2 separate regions of the Sus scrofa genome follow, and region 2 is linked to region 1. A link is a contact called in public HiChIP or PLAC-seq data. All regions are on one chromosome and are shown on one strand. Each heading gives the region's core, a stretch centred on a gene start, on an enhancer-like site or on the middle of the called end of the contact. The rest is flanking DNA. Distances are from core to core; before and after follow the strand shown. Region 1 overlaps LPP (lipoma-preferred partner). Region 2 has its middle 22 kb from the start of LPP.

The links. HiChIP or PLAC-seq counts read pairs in DNA pulled down with a chosen protein or histone mark.
Region 2: an H3K27ac HiChIP or PLAC-seq map of alveolar macrophages shows a contact between it and region 1. The contact joins two enhancer-like sites. A contact is called at or near these places in 1 of 47 Hi-C or Micro-C datasets (embryonic fibroblasts) and 1 of 2 datasets of contacts at active chromatin or transcription factors (alveolar macrophages).

Annotation. Positions count from the first base shown.
Region 1 is chr13:126,173,487-126,178,967 of Sscrofa11.1, forward strand. The region is part of intron 5 of LPP (lipoma-preferred partner); the gene reads left to right. Among named protein-coding and RNA genes, the nearest start is that of MIR28, 110 kb to the right of the region's middle. Within about 2 kb of position 4,030, at least 6 of the 83 cell types and tissues checked have an H3K27ac peak or open chromatin away from gene starts, as enhancers often do. A contact at or near this core is called in alveolar macrophages, where this site is marked.
Region 2 is chr13:125,757,986-125,763,171 of Sscrofa11.1, forward strand. No RefSeq gene overlaps it. Among named protein-coding and RNA genes, the nearest start is that of LPP, 22 kb to the right of the region's middle. Within about 2 kb of position 3,721, at least 9 of the 83 cell types and tissues checked have an H3K27ac peak or open chromatin away from gene starts, as enhancers often do. A contact at or near this core is called in alveolar macrophages, where this site is marked.

The sequences.
Region 1 (5,481 bases), core at 2,780-5,279:
CGAAAAAAGCAATCACATTAAAAATAAGTGATCCCTCCCCCCCAAAAAAACTAGTTAGTCAAGCTATGACAATTTTTTATCTAACTTTATTTTTAAAGACCCTGTTAAGAGCTCAGGTTCAAACCACAGCATGTGCAAACTATAATACTGTATTCAATGCAAATGACAAGGATCCAAGAGTTATTTTACCAAAAATCCTCAATTTTTATTAGTAATACTGTAGCAACTATTTTTCTCAATAAATTCCTCTTTTCCTAATATTTAAAAATATGATCCAAAGATTTAGTAATTAGTTATGATTACAAGCTTATATAACCTGTAACATTTTGCTGTAGCTATAATATCTAGTGCCTCTGCCTTCTCAATCATATGTTTTTCTCTGTTGCTAATACTACCTATTGATCCTCTATTCCTGATTTCGGTTCCTTCACTTTGTATGTAGAGTATAAAGATATTTTTGTTAGGTTTCTGTGTCTTGTCATTGTTCCCTCCTTTCTTATGTGTTATTGAAAGCTCCCAAGCGAGCCAGGAAGTCTCCATCTTTAAAAGGCTTTGGGGAAATATATTCCCACTATTCTCAGCTTATTGTAGGAAGGTATACTTTTTCAGAAGCAAACTTACAGCTTTGTTTAGGGTGGAAATCAGAATGCAACAAAAATGGTCTACATATAATCTTACAGCATCATTGGCAGACCTTATGAATGGTTTGTTTTCTACCAAAAGTCAAAGAGCAGCCAGTGTGACTGGTGATACCTAGAGAAGGTATATTTAGTCAATACTTTACCAGAGCTGGTAGGAGATAAAGATTAAGAGATTTATTGCAGGGAATTAATTTATGTGATTGTGTGGGCTGGCTAGGCAATCCAACATCTGTAGTATAGGCTGTTAGGAAGGACAGGCTGAAACTTTGCTACAAAAGCTAATACTATTGTCCACACGTAGAATTTCTTCTCCTTTAAAGAAGTCTCAACTTTGCTCTCAAGGCCTTTCAACTTTCAATCAGGCCAACCCAGATTCTCTAAGATAATCTTCCTTACTTAGTCAATTTATTATAGACTTTAATCCCTTACACAAGATAATTTCCCAAATATACCTAGATTAGTGTTTGATTGAATAACTAGAGAGATTGTAGTCTAGCAAAACTGACATATAAAACTGATCATCACAGAAGGTTAACTATTTTCTACAACAGATCAATCTATATAGAGAAGCCATGAGCACTGAAAGGTCAGAAACAGGAAAAGCAGAAGAGGTACCTCTTAATCATCCTAGCATAATCATCAGAATTAGTGGTTGGGGGTGATGATAGATGTAGGGGCAATAAATCTGGGCAGATGATGTTCTATCTCATGCATGGTGGGCCTGAATAAGCTTTGCCTATCTGCTCTGGGAATAGAACCATTGCTCTACAAATAGTTCCTTTGTGCTAATTTTAAGTTCCAAACAGCAGAGTTGATTGCACTTTCTTTTTCTTTCTTAATTATTACAACTTAGTAATGTGTTTATATGCTTCTTTAAAGTTGAAAGAATTTGACCAAAATGCTTTTTCCTTCACATTGTTATCCATCATCTCCTGATCTCTTGGTCCTTGCTGTTATTCACTTGGCAAATTGCACACTGTCTCTGCTCTGGGTCCAGGCTTTCAATCTTTTTTTTTTTTAATCATTTTTTATCCAAGTGTAGTTGATTTACAATGTTGTGTTAGGTTTAGATATTCAGCAAAGTGACTGAGTTTTTTGTATACACACACATATTCTGTTTTCACATTCTCTTCCATTATAGGTTATTACAAGATATTGAGTATAGTTCCTTGTGCTAGGCGGTAGGTTCTTGTTGTTTATCTATTTCATATGTAATAGTTTGTATATGTTAATCCCCAACTCCTAATTTATCTACATCAGCCCCTCCTTTCCCCTTTGGTAACCATATATTTATTTTCTATGTCTGTGAGTCTGTTTCTGTTTGATAAATAACTTCATTTTTATCTTTTTTTTTCTTTTTTTGTAGATTCAACATAGAAATGATATAATAAGATATGGGTCTTTTTCTGCTTGGCTCACTTACACTTTCAGTCTGTTTGGAAGGTTTCAGAGGTCATCTTCCTGGCTTTTCAGTCCCTTGACCTCTTACCTCCTGTGACTTTTATCTCCACTCAGTTGTAGCCACCAATCCCAGGGTTACACCTTTGATCTTATCATTGCTCTGTTCATTAATCAGAAAATCATAAAACAAAACTAAAGAAAACAAAAATACAACCCTGTAGGTTTTCAGCTCCAGGTTAGACAACTCCCACTCTACTGTTTTTTAACATCTTCGCCTTCTATTATCTTTATTTCTATTTCCCCATCAGTCTCTTGATTGTATTTCTTCTTTTCAAACTTATAGTCTATGATTCAGTATTTCAGCTCACCCTTGCCTCTATTGACTCTCTTTCAGTAAGCTTTTCCCAGAGTTTTACGTTGTGTACCTTTCCTGTTTAAACCAGCAGCACACTTACACCTTTTTGCCAACTTTTCTAGGTCTTTCATGCTCTCTTGGTTTTCTTTCTAATTTTCTGAACAAGTCCCCATATAGGGATCTGTTTAGCTCCTCTTGTTCTGCCTTCCCTTGGATGTTGGTTTCTTTGGTAGTGGTGGCGATGGGGGTCAGGGGTGTGGGGTGTCTTTCCTAGAGTCTGTTATTGTTATTCTTCCCATACTTGATTTGGAGACTCTCACTTCTGTGGCCTCAGTTACCTGTGTTGTAATGTTGTTATGTAGATCTGTTTCAGCAAGCTTTCTTGCACTTCACATCCAGACCTTTCTAAGTGCTTATTAGCCTGGTGCATTTGCATATATCACACAAGATTTAGTCTCAACATGTCTAAAATAAATTCATCAACTTCTCTCCAGAATTCTTTCTACCTTCTGTGTTGTTAAATTGAATGGTGTCACCATCCAACCAGATTCCTAAGCCAGAAGTCTACACTCCTGTCTTTCCCTTATTGTCGATTTTACCTCTCAAATATTTCACAGACCTTTCTGCTTCTTCCCATCTCCGCTGCCTTCAACAGATTTCACATGTACCATATTTGTATGGTGTTGGTAAAACGCTCCTAACTGGTTTCTTGGTAGCCCCTTTTCTGCCACCCAATCTGTTCCTAAAATGCAAATCTCACTGTAGTATTTCCCTAACACCTTAGTTTTTTAGCTCAGTAGTATAACAGAATGATTAAGTAAACAGACCTTGAAATCAATTAGAAATGGATTTGAATCTCACTTTGAATCTCATTGTTATGTGATTCTGGACAAGTAACCATTTTTGCTTTGCTCTCATATGTAAACTAGGACTAGTAAAGCACTTCTTTTTCTCCATTCCCCCCCCCTTTTTAAAAGATGTTATATGCCCTTTTGACTTCTTTTACTACTGCCCTTCTTATGCTCTATGAAACTACACTGGGCTTCTGTCAGGTCCCCAACGGTATTGAGCTGCTACTGGACAGTCATATGCTATTTTCTCTACCAGGACCACTATCCATGGCCCCAGCCCTCTGCTGCCTTGTCTCAGCATAGATGTCATTTCCCTTGAGAAATTGTTCAGCAGCTTTTTCTGCTCTTATGTAGTTTAGATACCCTTGTTAAACAGTGCTCCTATATCATTTACCTTGAATTTCCCAATCCCCATACTTTGCACCCTTCCCTGTAAATGCTCATTTAGTCCCAGCCTCCTCCTCCCACTTGATCACATGCTGTAAATTCCCTGAAGACACTGACCTCCTGAGAAAGAGAGAGATGCTGTTCTTACGGTTAAGCTTCCTGTCCCTGCTGCCCAGTGCTTAGCAGTGTCTCACAAAGACTGAGCACTCAGTAAATATTTGATGAATGCTTATAAATAAGATGGTTTCCCTAATTTACTTATGTTTCCAACAAAGTGATCACATTGTTCCTTCTGAGGGTGAAAAAAACATACCATAAAAAATCATTACCCTACCTCTGTGATGGCTCTGCAGGAACCTGACTGCTTCTAGAGAGTTGTTTACACAATCAAATCAAGTGGTATTTTGCTAGGAGGGAAAGCCCCAGGACAAGTCCCTGTCTTGACCACAAAGTTCTGTGTTTTCTGTCTTTCCTTTTGAAATCTTGGTTTCAGCAAAGCAACATTTTATCACCCCCCTACAATCCTATAAATGTAATATAGAAATGTGCATACACTGGTTCCCAATAGGTTGTAATGTTAGGCCTTGGATGGGTTGTGGGAGAAAACAGCAACCAACATATCTACTTTTAACATTACTTGGAAGGAAGTTTCTAGTTCTAGGTATGTAACTGACAAGCTTTCATGGAGAGCCTCTTTACTTTTCTATCTAGCTTTTGGGAGGTTTTTTTTTTTTTTTTTTTTTTTTTTTTTTTTTTTTTTTAGCAGTTCTACATGCTGAAAGAAAGTTCACAAATTTTAAAAGAAAATGTGGCCCTTTTCATTAGCTCCTTTTACCTCATGCTGAGTCATGGATGAGAGAGAATTTGTAGGCGGCTGAGCTGCAGGAAAAGTAATACTGTCATTTACACTTGCAGGCTGTTATGCTTTCCAGAAAACTTTTTCCGTAGGTTGTGAAAGTGATTAATCTGCTGTTAAAACTGACAAAAAGGTTCTCTGATAAGAACAAGAATTAAATGAGGGATTTTTTTTCTTTAAAAAGTAGCTCCTATTTCCAGTTTTAGACCAGGAAAAAATAGATTTAGATGTTGTTTTTTACTTTTGGTCTTTTTTGCGTCTGTGTGAATTTGTTCGTGGCTTAAAACAATCACAGGACATTTTCTATTTAAATTATGTCTATTTATTGGCATGGTTCATGCCTTATGTTTTATATCTAAATTATTCATTTTTACATCCTGTTCCCTCACTTTTTTTCCCTTTCATATTTCTATATCTGGGTCTTACTTTTTAATACGTTACGCACCATCTTACTTCTCAAATCCAGATTTCTTCAACCAGCTTCTTTTTTGAACATTGAAACTGGTGAAGATGGTCTTTGTTCCTTCTGTGATATAATTTTCTCCCTCTCTGAAAAATTCCACTCATGTAGCATTTCTACAAGTTTTAACAATTTGAACAAAAGTTGTTTGGTATAACGGAAATGAAACATCTTTGCCTTAAGAGTTTAGAAAATATGTTTTCCTGTTTTATTTACAAAAAAATGCTTTGAGATATAAAGCTTTTCCCCTGAGTTCTGGCAAATAAGCATGTCCTTTGAACATTTCTCCAGGAACCTCACATTTCAACTGGCAACCTAAAGGAACAAATAAATATATAAATCCCATGGCATAACTCAACATTTTTGTAATTTGGTAGAGAACCAGTGACTCATTTAGAGAATTCAGAGTCCTCAAGAAGGTAAAATAACATGTTAGAAGTTCATTAAAGTTGTTGCCGTTAGCATTTTTATGCCTTTTTTTTTTTTTTAAATAACAAGTTCGTATGGGTTGTTAAAATGCAGTATGGAGG
Region 2 (5,186 bases), core at 2,471-4,970, 420 kb before region 1:
CGCAGAGGAAGGGATTCTCTGCTATTGAAAGACATTCCTTAACACATATTATTCAGTTAATAATTTGACTGATTCCATGAATATTTTTTAGAGCCAGAAATAGGGCCTAAGAAAGCAAATAGTCCAAAGCCCTTTATTTACAAGTGGACAAACTGGAGCTCAGAGCCGAAAAGGGCATTTGATTAGCTCAGTGGGCTTTCCCTTGGACTAGAACACTATTTTCCCTTCCTCGGGGGCTTCCTGAAGTGGTTAGGGCTTGCATGGATGACATAGACTAAGTAGCTTAAGAACACTGGTGCATAATTCTTTTGGACTCCAGGAAAGAGTCTGAGCTGCTTTCACCAAAGCCTTCTGGTAGGGCTGCTGGGGGGAAAGGTGAGGGCTTTAGAGCCAACAAACTCTTTTTGCAGTGGAACCAGGGACAAGTCAACCTTTCAGAGCTTCAGTTTACCTGTCTGCAAAATAAGAAGGATAAAACCAGCTAACCTGCTGTCTCTATGGTTGTCTGGAGGATTAAAGATGATAATTTTGCAAAGCCTCTAGCCAATGCCTAGCACACTGTCAAGGAGCAGTACCAGTTCCTTCCTTTCCTGCCTGCCCCCCTGCCCACCGCCTCACTTCTTCCTGCCTTGGCATGTGTGGGAAAAACTGAAATAGACAAAAACCACAAGGGGGCTTTTCTTCTTGTTGAAACCTATCTCCCCAACAGTAAAGACATTTGGCCCAGGGGCTTCAAGACCCCTGAAGGCCCTACTATAAATATCTTTGGTATGGTAGTGTGCACATATAAAGGGCTGGGGAATTTCAGTAGCCAGGTTAGCTAGTCAAAACAAATGTTCTTTATGTTCTAAAAGAATAAAGAGTTCCTCAGTGTCTGGGAACAGATGCAATAGCCCTTTGCCCTGCGGACAAGATTTTTCAGAGAAACAATAAAAGCAGCAAACCCCACTTAAGTCCAAGGACCTGAACTTCTATACACTTCCTTATAGGAATCTGAGATGTCAGATTACCTAGCCTCCTGACTAGCCCTGGAGTCCCATCTGTGTATTTCTGGACATATTAGGGACAAGGAAGTGCTAATTATACGATGGCGGTTAGGTTTTTTATTTAAAAAAGCTTTTTAAAAAATATAAGCTAAGGGAGTTCCCTTCATGGCTCAGCAGTTAACGAACCCAACTAAGATCCATAAGGATGTAGGTTCGATCTCTGGCCTCGCTCAGTGGGTTAGGGATCCAGCGTTGCCGTGAACTGTGGTGTAGGTCATAGATGCGGCTCAGATCCCACGTTGCTGTGGCTGTGGTTGTAGGCTGGCAGCTGTAGCTCTGATTCGACCCCCAGCCTGGGAACCTCCATATGCTGTGGGAGCAGTCCTAAAAAAGCTTATATATATATATATGCTACAATCTACCTCCTGCCACTTCCAACTTTTGATTCTTTTGATTCTAATCCCTGTACCTCTGGGGTCACAAGGGCAAGATCATTACTTTTCTAGGAGTTCTCAAAGAAAGAAAACCATTGCTTTTCTAACATTTGGGTGCAAGGGTTTCTACAAGAATGTTAAAACATAGGCTATTTCCAGTCACTAAAAAGTAATCATGAATATTGGTTTACGGTGACCATAAGTGGGCAGTTATATACATGTAGTGTATAATTTTTCTGTGGTTGAGCTTTAACTCAACTTTTAAGTCACCAGTTTCCAAACATGGCAGAGGTGAAAGGTCTGGGTTTAGATTCAGTAAACTCAGGTTAGACCCTTGCCCAGTCTGCCTGACCTCAAGCAAGTGTCTGAGCCTTGACCTCTCACCTGTGGAAAATGGAGATAACCATGGAGTTGCAGGCTCTGCAGTTAAAAAAAAAGTCTGGAGGAGTTCCCGTCGTGGCGCAGTGGTTAACGAATCCGACTAGGAACCATGAGGTTGCGGGTTCGGTCCCTGCCCTTGCTCAGTGGGTTAACGATCCGGTGTTGCCGTGAGCTGTGGTGTAGGTTGCAGACGCGGCTCGGATCCCGCGTTGCTGTGGCTCTGGCGTAGGCCGGTGGCTACAGCTCCGATTCAACCCCTAGCCTGGGAACCTCCATATGCCGCGGGAGCGGCCCAAGAAATAGTAACAACAACAACAACAACAACAACAACAACAAAAAAAAAAGTCTGGAAATCTGACTTCACGTGTGTGTGGAAGGGAGTGGGAGTTCACTAACTCACTTTAGTTCCTGTCTGAGAGTGAACTGTATGAGCTATGTAAGTGTCATTGCACTCATTTGTAGGGACTGAATCCTTCCTTCAAAATATATCTTAATTGGGTCTTCCCTATTTAAACATTGTTAAAAGGGAAGGTTGGAGTGACGGCCCCCAGGTCATTTCTAAGTCTGTGATACCAAGTTTGAAAACCCCTGAATTTATGACTCTAGTCAGCACTAAAGAATCTTTTTATTACAAACCACAAAAGATGCTGAAAGTAGTTGGTAAACTATGAACTGGACTCAAAATGTAAAAATCATTATGAATTATTTTGAAAAGCCAAGTCTTTGTAAATCCTGAGTATGTAGTTACTTCATCCTCACAAAAAGCCAGCGCCTCTGCAGTTAAAAATCTGTTCCTCAGAACCATCCGTTACATTATTTTTCTCTGTGGTGAGCTTGTGCCCACAGTCTAAAATGGACACTTTCATTTCAGACCCATTTTATTTTATTTTATTTTATTTCCATTTTTAATTTTTTACTTTTTAGAGCCACACCTGTGGCATATGGAAGTTCCCAGGCTAGGGTTACGCCACAGCCACAGCGACGCCAGATCCCAGCCACCTCTGTGACCTACACTGCAGCTTGTGGCAATGCATGATCCTTAACCCACTGAGTGAGGTCAAGGATGGAACCTGCATCCTCATGGATGCTAGTCAGGTTCATAATCTGCTGAGCCACAATGGGAACTCTTCAGACCCATTTTGAAAGGCCCAGAGAGCTTGTCAACAGTCCAGATATCTTCACTAAAATAAGGGCTACTATTTCTTTCAGTGTTATGCATTATACGTATCCTTTAGTCTATGCTATGTAATAAGCCCGTTCAAAACCTTAGTGACCTCAAACAGTCATTAGCTCACAATTCTCGTGGTCAGTGATTCGGGCTGGGTTTAGCTGTGTGGTCATTCTGATGACCTTGCCTGGATACACTCATGCAATTCCAGTCAATTGGCAAGTCTGCTTGGAGCTGATTGCTGCTGGCTTATAGCAAGGCTGTGTGCCTGCATTGTTTAGCAGGTTAGCTCAGGCTTTTTCACATAGAGTTGAGTTTTATACAAAGAGAGAGAGGGCAAAAGCAGAAGCTGTGAGGTTTCCCAAGGCCTAGACTCAGAAGTTGCAAAACATTGGAGTTCCTGTTGTGGCTCAGTGGTTAACAAATCTGACTAGGAACCATGAGGTCATGGGTTCGATCCCCGGCCATGCTCAGTGGGTTAACAATCCAGCATTGCTGTGAGCTATGGTGTAGACTGCAGACGCAGCTCGGATCCCGCATTGCTATGGCTATGGCATAGGCCGGTGGCTACAGCTCCAATTAGACCTCTAGCCTGGGAACCTCCATATGCCGAGGGAGCGGTCTTAGAAAAGGCAAAAAGACAAAAAAAAAAAAAAAAAAAAAAAGAAGTTGCAAAATATATGGCTGCTGTATTCTTGTATCAGTCAAAGTCATGAGGCCAGCTAGATTCAAAGGGTGACTAAGTAAATTCCTCTTCTTTGTGGGAGGAAGAGCAAAGTAACATTGTAAAGAGACTATTGTAGCTCTCTTTGCAAACACAGTACACCTCTAACCAATGTCAGTTTTTGCTTAGAGATACTACAATTGATTTTCTTACTCCTTGATATTTCAACAAGGTCTAACATATGATAAATGCAGTTTGGGATCCAAAATACATACAAGTTGTAGAGAGAGTGAAAATAAATCAGAATTCTTCAGTCATCGGTGCTACTGTAAAGCCTAATCTCCTGCCCACAGTGTCTTGAGGTCTGGCCTGTGCATCTGCTTGCCTCATTAACCTGAGGCTTCTCTTAGGATTGCAGTTTGTCACATGTTACTGGGAAATGACCCATGAAATTTCCTCTGCTGGAGGTCTCTTAACCCATGCATGGTAGAGCCAATGAAGTCTTTAGAAATGTCCTGTGCTTGCTCCTTGCTAGCAACAATTATCTGTCCATAAATGAAATTTGCCTCAGAGAGAAGTGGTCAAATTTATAAAAACATAAAAATGGGGAGTTCCTGTTGTGTCTCAGCAGAAACGAATCATAATTACCCCTCAGACTCTGGTTCAATGGATCTAGAGTAGGTATTCACAGAGTAGTAGAGAATATAAGGTATGAACAGGAAGGAAAATGTAATAAAATTGCTTTTAATATAATAAAAATGTGATAGAAGAGGTATAGCAAAAGCACTGTAGGTATTCAAAAAAAGGAAGATATTTTTAGCTGGAGAGGGAGAAATCTAGAAAGACTTTCTAGAGAAAGAAAACTTTGACTTGAACTTGAGCAGTTGAGATATATTACAGATGTACTGAGGGATCACCTATGGTTGAATGAAGAAAATAGAATGTCTCTATCTCTGGGGATGCAGCAGTGCTGATGATTGGTCTCTGGCCTGTGTTGGCCACAGCAAAGTGTTAGAAGGAGACCTCTCTTGACACCTTTTTTTTTTTTTTTTTTTTTTTTTTTTGCTTTTTTGGGCTTCACCTACAATATGGAAGCTCCTAGACTAGGTGTTGAATTGGAGTTGGAGTTGCAGCTACTGACCTACACCATAGCCACATAGCTGCAGCAATAGCAATGCAGGATCCAAGCCATGTCAGTGACATACACCACAGCTTATGGCAAGGCTGGATCCTTAACCCACTGAGCCAGGCCAGGGATGGAACCCACATCCTCATGGATACTGGTTGGATTCGTAACCTGCTGAGTCACAACAGAAACTCCTTTTGATATTTCTTATCTGCCACATATTTGAATGTCAACTCAAAGTCATTGATATGAATTCCAGAAGACATGACACATACATACATGGAAACCATCCCTAAACCATAAAATTGGAAATAAATGCTAGCTGTTTGTGTTCTAGTAGATTATGCGTTTCATATCATCCAGTTTACACAGCATAACTATGGCCCTAACAGATTATCAATAAAATTCACATGGAATGAATTAAAAA